2 separate regions of the Macaca mulatta genome follow, and region 2 is linked to region 1. The links are chromatin contacts, called in public Hi-C maps. All regions are on one chromosome and are shown on one strand. Each heading gives the region's core, a stretch centred on a gene start, on an enhancer-like site or on the middle of the called end of the contact. The rest is flanking DNA. Distances are from core to core; before and after follow the strand shown. Region 1 overlaps SIK3 (SIK family kinase 3). Region 2 overlaps SIK3 (SIK family kinase 3).

Region 1 (2,998 bases), core at 369-2,868:
ACTGCACTCCACTGCACCCCAGCCTGGGCGACAGAGGAGACTCCCGTCTCAAAAAAAAAAAAAAAAAGAAAGGACACCAGGACTCGCTCTGTGGGATTAGCCCGCCCGTCCTACCCACTCTGCCCAATTCCTCTCAGTGGGCATGGCTTGCATGTTCGCGCCAGGGCCAACCAAAAACCACTGGCAGGAAGTGGTGCAACATGGTTATGCAGGAGTGAGGAAATGATGATTCTGTCTGCTTTGCCAAGAAGCAATGCAAGCAGCCGCTTCTTACTTTTTCAAAAACCTATATTGTCTTCTTTGATAGCTAACATCATCTACTCAATTCCTTGGGGTGCTTTTTTCCTTTAAGCCTGATTATATAGTTGGATGCAAATCTCATCAGTTGCATCTCTTTGCTCTCTGCAAGGACAAACATGAGTGCTCTCCAGTTTAAAGATTTTTAAAAGATCATTACTAACCATGAGGAAACAGCAAAGCTAACACAATGTATACAGTCCTGGTTGGAGCCTTCCTGCCTCTTCTGGAGGCCTCAGTGTTTTGGTTTGTCTGCCGTGTCTTTTAAGGGTCTTTTCCCTCCCTCTCTCAGAACTTGTTTTCATTCCTGAGAACGGGGCCTCTGCAAACCAAAACACCCACCACTCACCTTTGCGCTCTGCCTTGTCTGCTGTCTTCCCCACCTTCAGGTCTGATGCCTGTAGGCACCAAGACAGAACAAGCGACTGCCTGACAAACCACGTGGGGGGTCTTCCCAGAGCTCATTCCTCAGCCAAGCTGGAGTTGAGCACAAGGGTCATAAGCGCAAGCTCTGGGGTCAGGAAGACTTGGCCGTAAATCCTGGCTTCCCGGCTTCCTGAGGAGCGGGAGCTTGGGTGAATTATCCTGCTCTGCTGGGTCTTCGTTATCTGTACAACAGGACTGACTCAATGGGTGTGGAGTGCTTCATAGAGGTTACTGCATTGTAAAAGCTCAATAAAGTCTGGCATGATTTTTATTCAGCTTAGAAATGTTATTTCTGAGTGCATAAGGGCGTACTGAGTCAGCTGACAAAAACAAACAAGGAAATAGATTTAATTACAGAGCCCTGCTTGCAGAATTATGAGGGACAATTTACCCATATGTAAATGAACAAATGACTCGGGGAAACTTTAATTTCCAAGAGAAGCCTCTGATTCAGGACAGACAAATGTGAGTTAAAAACCAGATGAAAAAGAGCATTAATAGGAGTCAGGGGATACACCAGGGTTCTGAATGCTCAAGTTTCAGTATCATCAGTAGGTCAAAGACATGGAAGCTAGCATCTTTCACTTGGCAGCTGTGCTTGGAGGGCGCAGAGTGGGCAAAGAGGTATAAAGGAAAAAATATATGACCAGGGGATCAGAAAACTTGAAGTCAGGACCCAGCTCCCTCACCAGGAAAGTACACAAGTGTTGGCAAATCTTTCAGCTTCTCCTCAAGGTTCCTGATCTGAAAAATGAGGGTTGTTTGGGGGCTCAAAAAGACAACACATGTAAAAGAGTCTTTAATCAACTGTAAAAGACCAAGTAAGTCAAGTCTGATTTTTGGTTAAGAATGCGGACCCTGAGTTTAGAAGTCCTTTGTGACACTCCATGAATGAGACCCTATTGACCATTTTGGGGGGTATAAACAGACTAACTCACTGCCCAAGGAACATGAGATTGAGGATCAAATCTTTGACAACCCTTTATGCCAATTCAGCAGCTACCAAAGGACATAGAAATCATGGAGGAAAGACGGTTCCCCAGAATTACATGCTCGAATTTATCAAACTAAAGCTAAGAGAGTGCAGAGGTAGGATGATTGTCCGATCACACAGGGGGGAAAATGCACAAACGGACACAATGCACACCACTCACCTGCCCGGGGAACTTTGGGGCAACTTGCACAATTCTCTATTGAATCTGTCAATGTTGACTCGTCCTTACTCACTTACTGGGTTTTGAGAGAAAATGGGAGCAATGACGTGCCTGCATACTCCCCTTAAAGGCTCTGGGGTAACTCCTCTGACTCTGTCAGCATTTTACTGAGTAATAATGCTGAGGCTGACTGAGCTCAGAGAAGAGGATGTGGTTTTCTTTGTGAGTTCCAGTTGGTAATCTCATTATGCTGCTGTATTTATTTGCAAAGTCAAAAAAATCAAGTGTATGTACCACTATAGAAGACAAACCTTGTTTTTCCTCCTAGGGTGGCAGGCAGGGAGATTACAGACAGCATGGGGCATGTGAAATCTGACACTTCTCCAAACCTTTGGCATGCTGCCTGCTCAGTGCTCTCACAGTGCCTGGCCTCATACTGGCTGGTGGCAAATTGCCATCAAGGAAATAGGTAACCATGGACACTAATACGATGGCATCTAATTTTCCTTTACTAATACCAACATGGCTGGGTGTGGTGGCTCGTGCCTGTAATCCCAGCATTTTGGGAGGCCGAGGAGGGAGGACTGTTTGAGCCCAGGAGTTCAAGATCAGCCCCAGCAACACAGCAAGACCCCATCTCTACCAAAGGGAAAGAAAAAATTAGCTGGGTGTAGTAGCACACACCTGTAGTCCCAGCTGCTCAGGAAGTTGAGGTGGGAGGATTGCTTGAGCCCAGGAAGTCGAGGCTGCAGTGAACCGTGGTTGTACCACTGCACTCTAGCCTAGGTGACAGAGCAAGACCCTGGCTCAAAAAGTAACTAAATAACACCAACAATCCCTGTTCATCTACCCTTAAGAAATGCTAAGAAGATCACATTAGCTCTGCTCTTCTTAATGATACTTCTTGTAGCACTCAGTACCTAGCACTTCATAGCAAAGCTGTTTATGTGCTTGTTTTACATCCCCCGGTAGAGTAGAAGCTCCCTGAGGACAGGTTCTTTATCCTTTCATCTCTGCATTCGCACAGCACCTACAGTAGAGTCTTGTGCAACACAGTTGAGATGGAGACCATTAAAAGAAACAGCAGGCATTCCTTCCTGGCCAGAATGGCTGAGAAGAGT
Region 2 (2,998 bases), core at 339-2,838, 260 kb after region 1:
TCTCCTAAATAAAAAGTATGATACTCAACAAATAATGATTAAGATATTGGTGTATTTGGATCCTTTTCTTTCCCTTGAATATCAAGGTGTACCTAAGATTCCAGAAAGTTACCATGTTTCACAGAAAATGAAGGCATTCTTCAAAGGCCTACCTAGGGTGAAAGTTTTCCTTATTTCCCTAGCTCTACACTTACAAAACTGCATTTTTCTTCTTTTTTTTTTTTTTTTTTTTTTGAGACGGAGTCTTGCTCAGTCACCCAGGCTGCAGTGCGGTGGCGCGATCTCGGCTCACTGCAAGCTCTGCCTCCCGGGTTCTCGCCATTCTCCTGCCTCAGCCTCCCGAGTAGCTGGGACTATAGGTGCCCGCCACTACGCCCGGCTACTTTTTTGTATTTTTAGTAGAGACGGGGTTTCACCGTGTTAGACAGGATGGTCTCGATCTCCCGACCTCGTGATCCGCCCGTCTCGGCCTCCCAAAGTGCTGGGATTACAGGCTTGAGCCACCGCGCCCGGCCTGCATTTTTCTTCTTTTCCCTTCATCTTCACATCTCTTCTCACCGAAGAGCCATCTCTTCTGCAGCACCTGCCTTGGGAGCTGCCTCTCAGTTTTCAAAGCTCATCATCACACAGCCTTGTGTGTTTTAGGTGGCAGGACAGATGCTCTGCTTTTAAAGCAGCTTCCTTGCATTAAGGGTTAGTTTTGAGCCAGGCACAGTGGCTCACTCCTGTAATCCCAACACTCCGTGAGACCAAGGTGAGAGGACAGCATGAGTCCAGGAGTTCAAGACCAGCCTAGGCAGCATAGCGAAACCCCATCTCTACAAAAAAATTTAAAAATTAGCCAGGAGGGGCCAGGCACGGTGGCTCACACCTGTAATCCCAGCACTTTGGGAGGCCGAGGCGGGTGGATCACGAGGTCAGGAGATCGAGACCATTCTGGCTAACACGGTGAAACCCCATCTCTACTAAAAATACAAAAAATTAGCTGGGCCTGGTGGCGGGCACCTGTAGTCCCAGCTACTTGGGAGGCTGAGGCAAGAGAATGGCGTGAACCTGGGAGGCAGAGCTTGCAGTGAGCAGAGATCACGCCACTGCACTCCAGCCTGGGTGACAGAGCGAGACTCCGTCTCAAAAAAAAAAAAAAAAAAATTAGCCAGGAGGCTGGGCAAGGTGGCTCATGCCTGTAATCCCAGCACTTTGGGAGCCCGCGGCAGGCAGATCGTGAGGTCAGAAGATCAAGACCATCCTGGCTAACACGGTGAAACCCCATCCCTATTAAAAATACAAAAAATTAGCTGGGCATAGTGCCACACACCTGTAATCCCAGGTACTTGGGAGGCTGAGGCAGGAGAATCGCTTGAACCCAGGAGGTGGAAGTTGCAGTGAGCTGAGATTGCGCCACTGCACTCCAGCCTGGGCGACAGAATGAGACTCCGTCTCAAAAAAAAAGAAAAAAAAAAAAAATTAGCCAGGCATGGTGGTGCATGCCTGTGGCCCAGCTACTTGGGTGGCTGACGTGAGAGAATTACTTGAGTCCTGGAGGTCAAAGCTGCTGTGAGCCATCCACTACTGCACTCCAGCCTGGGCCACAAAGTGAAACTCTGTCGCAAAAAAAAAAAAAAAAAAAAAAAAGTGGGTTTTGCTTAAGTTTTCTACCAGCCTTTTCAGCTATTGGCTAAGAACAATTTATACTATTGGGATTGGTTTCTGTAGGTAGCTGACCTACCTTTGTTTGCTTCATTCCTGCCACAATTTTTCTCAAACTAGAAAATCCAATCTTCTGTTTCTTGAGGACAGATTCCGATCCCTTGGCTGCAGAGACACCTTCTGGTTGAAGTCCTAAACTACATAATGCATAACGAATGCACCCTTTTCTGCTAAGGCTTTCTAGTCCTTTCTACTTAAACTGTAGGCCATTGAAAACCACCAACCCGTATAGGAGCCAGAAAGCTGGCTCCAGGAAGCTAGATTTCTTTATGGCCGAAAACAAAGTACAGTGGGGGCCGGGCACAATGGCTCACGCCTGTAAACCCAGCACTTTGGGAAACCGAGGCGGGTGGATCACGAGGTCAGGAGTTCGAGATCAGCCTGACGAATATGGTGAAACCCCATCTGTACTAAAAATATAAAAATTAGCCGGGTGTGGTGGCGGGCGCCTGTAATCCCAGCTACTCAGGAGGCTGAGGTAGAAGAATAGCTTGACCCCCGGAAGGCGGAGGCTGCAGTGAGCCGAGATGGCGCCACTGCACTCCAGCCTGGGCGACAGAGTAAGACTCCGCCTCACAAAAAAAAAAAAGAAAAGAAAGAAAGTACAGTGGGGTAGGCTTACAATTGTGTTTTAGGCTTAAGTAACAGTCCATGCGCTCTGTGTGTGTGTGTGTGTGTGTGTGTGTGTGTGTGTGTGTTTTGAGACAGAATCTGGCTCTGTCACCCAGGCTGGAGTGCAGTGACGTGATCTCAGCTCACTTCCACCTCCACCTCCGGAGTTCAAGTGATTCTCCTGCCTCAGCCTCCTGAGTAGCTGGGATCATAGGCGTGCGCCACCACACCCAGCTAATTTTTGTATTTTTAGTAAAGACAGGTGTGGTTTTCACTATGTTAGCCAGGCTGGTCTCAAACTCCTGACCCCAAATGATCCACCCACCTTGGCCTCCCAAAGTGCTAGGATTACAGGCATGAGCCACCGCCCCTGCCTTTTTTTTTTTTTTTTTTTTTTGAGATGGAGTCTTGCCCTGTTGCCCAGGCTAGAGTGCATTAGCGCAGTCATAGCTCCCTGAAGCCTCCAACTCCTGAACTCAAGCTATCTTCCCACCTCAGCCTCCTGAGTAGCTGGGACTATAGGCATACACCACCACACTTGTCTTAAAAAAATTTTTTTTGACCAGGCATGGTGGCTCACACCTGTAATCCCAGTACTTTGGGAGGCCGAGGCGGGTGGATCACCTGAGGTCAGGAGTTCAAGACCAGCCTGGCAAACATGGTGAAACCCCCGTCTCTA

Evidence for each region. Hi-C and Micro-C count contacts between places; a contact is called where the count stands out from the background.
Region 2: a contact with region 1 is called in a Hi-C map of CD4 T cells, with 2.6 times the contacts expected there. The contact joins two enhancer-like sites. A contact is called at or near these places in 2 of 14 Hi-C or Micro-C datasets (CD4 T cells and liver).

The regions. Positions count from the first base shown.
Region 1 is chr14:117,525,618-117,528,615 of T2T-MMU8v2.0, forward strand. All of the region lies in intron 21 of SIK3 (SIK family kinase 3), which reads right to left. Among named protein-coding and RNA genes, the nearest start is that of APOA1, 15 kb to the left of the region's middle. Within about 2 kb of position 1,619, at least 20 of the 40 cell types and tissues checked have an H3K27ac peak or open chromatin away from gene starts, as enhancers often do. A contact at or near this core is called in CD4 T cells, where this site is marked.
Region 2 is chr14:117,781,088-117,784,085 of T2T-MMU8v2.0, forward strand. All of the region lies in intron 2 of SIK3 (SIK family kinase 3), which reads right to left. Among named protein-coding and RNA genes, the nearest start is that of PAFAH1B2, 36 kb to the right of the region's middle. Within about 2 kb of position 1,589, at least 2 of the 40 cell types and tissues checked have an H3K27ac peak or open chromatin away from gene starts, as enhancers often do. A contact at or near this core is called in CD4 T cells, where this site is marked.